Regions from separate parts of the Mus musculus genome. Here region 2 is linked to region 1. The links are chromatin contacts, called in public HiCAR-type maps. All regions are on one chromosome and are shown on one strand. Each heading gives the region's core, a stretch centred on a gene start, on an enhancer-like site or on the middle of the called end of the contact. The rest is flanking DNA. Distances are from core to core; before and after follow the strand shown.

Region 1 (2,969 bases), core at 245-2,744:
CTCTGGACTTCATATTTTTTAAATCCAGTGATTCTTTGTACAATACTGACCTGGTGTACCTCACATAATGGGTTCATAATGGGCACAAAACAATAATAGTAAGTTGACTGTTTATTAGCCATATAAACTATACATTAAATAAGTCCATTCTTTTAATTGTGGATATGCCAAATATTTTTCCTTTGGGATTAGGGTCTATATTCAGAAAAATTTCCATTCTAAAATATATCCATTAAATTTTTCATATTAAAAGAAAACTTATTAAAATAATTGACACTCTCTTACAAAGTTTAGGTTTGTATATTTTATTTTGGAAAAACACAGTCTATATAATAGCCTCAATAGTTCTCTTAGAAGATGAAAACTTCTGCTGCCCCAAACTGTTTACAGCAATGTGTCACCCTAAACAGAAAAATCACATATTTCCAAAAATACAGTCATATTACTCTGACCCAAAAGATTAGTTTATTGTGGAAGAGAATGAACACCAAGTCTAGACTACAAAAGGGTTGGACAAGAGGCAAGGCATTTAGTTTATTGGCTGTTGCTCTAATAGAACACAGCAAAGTAGGTGACTTATATAGTAAAGAAAGTAGTTTTCTCAGTTATTGAGGTCAGGCCTGGTATCTGATGTGGTCCATCTTGTTAGATCACTCTGTGATAGAAAGTAGAAGGACAAAGAAATCCATGCATGTGTGTGTGCGTGTGTGGATGGGGATGTAGCAATTCGGCAGGAACCCATTCCTGGGATCATAGCATTAAATCCATTCATCCCATGCTCATGGACTAAGCTCCTCTGAGTACGCTCCACTCTCAACTGTGTTCAGGGAGAAATTAAGTTTCCAGTACATGCTTTCATGCTTTTTAAATTTCTTTTATTGTGGAGGAACAGGGAGGGTATACACTAAAACCACAGTAGGCCTAAAGGAAGACAGGTTTGTCCAAGTCAGAGAAACTAATGGATTCCTTCCTTCCCACGAACACAGGTCTTACGTGAGGCCTGTTGGAGTCCCTGGTTTTTTTTTTTTTCTTCCACTTCATTGTTGGCAGTGAGTTCTCCAGCATCCATACCAGCTCCTTTGTGGAGGTGTTTTACTCTCTGTTTCTGGGAGAAGCAATGGAATGATCTGGGTGTTCTCTATGTTCCCAAAGGAATGTTTCTATGATGTAAGATTCCATGCGACGGTATCGTCAGAGGTAATTGCAGCAAGAGAAACAACTAAGGAAGTTGTGTAGCACCTAGCCGGGAACCACCATGCACTGTTACCAGCAAGGCAGAAAGCGTGTTATTGGAAACTCTTTCTTCATATTTGTCTTTTTGTCAGCCACAGATAGAGTTTTAATTGTGTAGGGTCAAGCTAACAAGTCACCTACTTTAGCACTGACCCAGGAGAGTCACAAGAAAATACCAGTTCCTGCTTTCCCACTGTTCCTCTTCAGCCCTTTGGGTCTGTGGATGATCCCATCAGAGCCAGCATAGCACATTTAATTTGGCAGTGGTTTCTCAGTTGTGAGTCAGACCCATCACTGGCCCAAAAAGGACAAAATCAGGAGCAGGCTCAACTATTTCAGGTCACTTAGTTGGCTCGGCTCACAATCAAACTGTGTCATAATAAATTGTTGGTTTACTATCAGAGACAGTCGTGTCCTAGGACAGCTAATGAATTTTCCATACATATGGCTTTTCATTTTAATGATACAGTCCCTGGAATCCGACCTCTAGAGTTCAAGCTGTTCACCATGGAAGAATACTTCTAAAGCGATTGGTATTGTGCCCTTGGAAGGGAAACTTGAGATAACTTCTTTTTATTCTATCCCTCACTAAATCCTCAGCTCAGTTTTCTTTTTTGTTTTGTTTTTTGTTTTTTTTTTTTGTTTTTTTTTTTTTAAGGTCTTGAAGGGGATGGGGATGCAGGTCAGTGGGAAATCCTCCGCATCATTAGAACCTCTCACCCTCCTCCTCCGAAAGCTTACAGGTCAGGGAAGGCTGCTGTGACAGCCGCTTTCTGGACATGGATGGGGCTATTTGTAAATGGACCTGGAGTCGCTGAGGTTGCCTGCACAACCTGAACAAATCAACCCAGTCAGCACTGCAGTGGGGGCCGGGGGGAGGGAGGTGTCCATTGACAGTTGATGGCCTCTGTGGGACGGAGGGTTTGTTTTCTTCAGGGATGTGGCCCCAAGTAGGTTGCCTATGGTCCATTGGATGGCTCCACACACATATGACAGTGCTAATCGAACTCAGTGGGCTACAAAAAGAAGTTATAAAGTTGGGAGGGAGATAAGCTGGGAGCAACGTAGAAGGAGTTTGGTGGTGGTGGTGGTGGGTGATAGATGTGATCAAAATACATTACATGCATGTATAAAATTAATAATTAATGAAATTAAAAAGGAAGGAATCAGCCACTAATCAATTCAGTTGAAAACAACAAATCAGCCCTCCCCAAACTGCTAGATTAAAAGTAGAAACCTGCTTCTAGCATACACACCCTATCCTCGTAGGTCCCCGTGTTAGACATGCCCTGGCCAGCAGCTCCTGGCCTACCCTTGCCCTTTACAAGTGAGAAAATGAAGCTGTGTGAATTCAAGGCCACTGTAACAGCCTAGGATTAACCTTACGCCGTCCATCTTCAAATCGGCCCACTCAGGACAGGGCTCCCCTACCCTTTCTCCCTCTGTGGTCCCCTCCTGACTGTCACTTTAGTTCTCTTGTGGAGATTCAGGCTTTGTTTTGCCGTCAAGAACTCAGTCTTTTCTCTATATCTTGGCACAATCTTCCTTTATATTCCGGGTGGCAGATCTCCCGCTTGCCGAGTTCCCTCTGACCCAGTGCTCTGTGTCTGCTGGGATAGTCACACTCACACAAATAGCCCCCCCTCCATTTTTAGCTTTCTCTCACTTAGGCAAAAGCAAAAACTACAATCAATCAATCAATCAATCAATCAATACAAAGAGCCAGAAAGATGTCT
Region 2 (2,969 bases), core at 220-2,719, 160 kb before region 1:
TTGCCTGAACTGGCTCAAGGTGGCCCCTCCCCCACCTCAGGTTTTTTTTTTCTTTTTTTCTTTTTTTCTGGCTCATGGCAAAAGGCAATATTCCCTATTGATTGTAAGCTTGACCTTCCCCTTATTTCTGGAAATTGTTAAACTTTTTCATGCTCAAAAGGACAGGGGAACGTGAATCTGCTGGCTGCACTCGTTGGCTCATTGTTAAAGAAGCAGTCCCACTCTTCCCAATATATGGAAGAAGGATCTCCAATACTAAGTCTGGAGGAGAATCAGTTACACAAGAAGCAAAGGCAGGTTGAACAGAAGGTCACAGAATGTCTTTGTGGAGGTACATGTTACTTGATAAGTGGAAGAAATGATTTGGGTCAGCCTCCTGAGGATTCAGTATACCCTGTGATTAATAGTGGAGCCAAACGAAACATGTAATCTTTCCTAATTCACAAATAATGGTGAATGAGCTCAGAGACCAGTGACCTCTTCTCATTAGTGGTCCTTGGAAACACATAACCTTGGACCCATGTTTCATTTGTGAGATCAATCTACCACCCCCTTCTAAGCAAGCTATCGCAGATTGGTGCTGTCAACCAGCTATCACCACCGAGCAAGTTCCCAAATCTCTCTCCAGTATGAATGCCTGGTATTACTTCATTCTGCTGGTTACATCCATTCTGTTTTAATCCAAAGTATGTGCTCGAACCTGGTAGTCCACTCAGTGCTAATCAGAAGACAGCGCTCATGTTCCGGCTTGATGTTATGAATCTGGTTGAAGAAGCTAAGCTACCTAGAAAGCTCACTTGGGAACTCAACCCATCGGCTGGCCATCATGAGCTTGGCATCTGAGAGCCATCACTACAAGATAATGGAAGGCTGCTTGAGATGTCTCTAACAACTTGGTGCTCTGCAGTCTGGCTAAGCCAATCTGGAGTCCTACAGTTGGGGCCTATGTGCAGTAAGCAGCTTAAAAGAAAGCACATGGAGATCGGATTAGCATGATGGCTTATGGGAAAAACATTGAGGAGACATACTGGATGATGAGAATTAAGTGACACTGGAACTGAAGATGCTGATTCTGTTTGCCACCAAGTAACCTTGGACAGATTACATTAAAATTTTAACATAGGGGGCAGGTTTGAACTATGTTTTATCCTGTTCTTAGATGTAGTGTCCTTAGGCTGACACTAGACAGCAAACAGAGAAGGTGGCGTTATCTCTACTGTACAGTTGTGGAAACTGGAGTAAGGTACGGGGGTTATTGATGTTTTCAAGGTCACACAGCAAGTCACTGTTGGTATTTGGTCTCAAACTCAGACCTCTGTAAACGTCAAGTCCCATATTCTTTCCACTGTAGCAGGCAGCCCCCCACAACTCTTGACCTCTACAGACCTCACTCTCCTCATTTGCAGAAATGAGACATTTGGCTCAGAATACCAGTAGACCAGTCCAAGTTAAAATTCTGTGTCTGATGAATCACTGGCTGGAAAGGACTTTAAGAAATCACTTAGTCATATTCCTCACTTCCAGCAGGCCTCTGTCGACTATTTTGAAAGGAAAATAAAGCCCTTTTTCTTACAACCAAGTGCAGAAAGAAGCCTGGCCCAGGAGAGTGTCTAAACACAGAACACAGTGAGGAATGAGAAAAAGTGACATGCCAGTGCTCAGTGGGAACTCTGAACTCTCTGAAGTTTGGGTCTTGCCTTAGTAGAGGTGAGCATTGAGGGGCTAAGGGTGCGGCTCTGTTGTAATAAAAGTTAGGTGGGTCTTCCTCCCAGCCCCATGCTCCCAGAAATAAGACTCTGACTTAAAATATATTTACAAATATCTTGGCCATACAGCTAGGCTCTTCTCTGACTAGGTCATGATTTAAAATAACCCATTTATTCTAATCTACATTCTGCCACATAGCGGGTTACCTGTGCTCAAGCACCATGTGTCTGAACTCTGTCGCATCTTCCTGGGTGAATCTGACACACTTGGCACTATCCCAGAACCCTTTCTGCCTCTCAGGTGTTCCACCTCCTATTTCCTGCCTACGCCATAGGCATGCAGCTTTACTGTTGACGGTGCCACATGCATACAGGCATAAGATATTCTCTCTACAAGTTGGTAGAGTGCTTCCCGAACGTTCTCAAAGCCCTGGATTCAATAGCTGGCTCTGCATAAACCAGGCATGGTGTATATACCTATAATCTTAGCACTTAGGAAGTGGAGGAAGAAAGATCAGAAATTCAAGGGCATCCTTGGTTATATAAAGAATTCAAGGCAAGTCTTGGCTATATAAGACCCCATCTTAATAATAATGATAATAATAACTAACACTTTGTCAAGATCTAAAGTAAAAGAATCACTAACACACCTTATGGGTAGGAAAGAATTACAAGACAGGGAGAATTAGGAGCTTTAGAATTACTAACGGCTCCTGGAGGATATGGTGATTGAAAAAGGAATGGGAACATTTCTGTTCAAAGAGATAGAGCCCTCTTTATCTGATGGGAGGGGCAAGCAGGACACTATGCTCCACTTGTTCTTGGTTGGTTTGTACTGATGGATGTGGTGCAGAGAGAATGAGAAGGGACTTCACTTTAATACGCTGCCTCTGAGCACCTTAAAATGTCTTCCTTGTGTCCCAGCATGGCTCTCAGTAGCCAGAACCACCAGTTAGAGTCCACCCACCATGTTAGAAAATGACCAGCAACCAGACTTAATCATATCTTGCTCATCAATCTTAGCTATAATCTTCAAAACATTAATCATTTGTCCATGACCTTCCTGTTCCATTTCCAAGAAATTGATGTTATAAGCAGGACAGTGACTTTGCAGACAGATGTAAGTCACTATTACAACTCTCTGATTGGCTTAGGTAAGCACTATGTACTCTAAGCCTCACCCACTCACCTATGAAATGGGCTAACTATGCCCACATTAATGTTTGATATTCCTTAGAAATTAGTCCTGGAATAACGGTCAAT

The links. HiCAR-type assays count read pairs that join an accessible place to other places.
Region 2: a contact with region 1 is called in a HiCAR-type map of fibro-adipogenic progenitors, with 2.7 times the contacts expected there. The contact joins two enhancer-like sites. A contact is called at or near these places in 8 of 484 Hi-C or Micro-C datasets (adipose-derived mesenchymal stem cells, embryonic fibroblasts, muscle stem cells and 3 more), 4 of 115 datasets of contacts at active chromatin or transcription factors (astrocytes, extraembryonic endoderm stem cells, fibro-adipogenic progenitors and 1 more) and 1 of 9 other capture datasets (adipose tissue).

The regions. Positions count from the first base shown.
Region 1 is chr8:61,595,641-61,598,609 of GRCm38.p6, reverse strand. The region is part of intron 10 of Palld (palladin, cytoskeletal associated protein); the gene reads left to right. Among named protein-coding and RNA genes, the nearest start is that of Gm35254, 23 kb to the left of the region's middle. Within about 2 kb of position 1,494, at least 13 of the 459 cell types and tissues checked have an H3K27ac peak or open chromatin away from gene starts, as enhancers often do. A contact at or near this core is called in fibro-adipogenic progenitors and muscle stem cells, where this site is marked.
Region 2 is chr8:61,753,896-61,756,864 of GRCm38.p6, reverse strand. All of the region lies in intron 2 of Palld (palladin, cytoskeletal associated protein), which reads left to right. Among named protein-coding and RNA genes, the nearest start is that of Gm51576, 70 kb to the right of the region's middle. Within about 2 kb of position 1,469, at least 36 of the 459 cell types and tissues checked have an H3K27ac peak or open chromatin away from gene starts, as enhancers often do. A contact at or near this core is called in fibro-adipogenic progenitors and muscle stem cells, where this site is marked.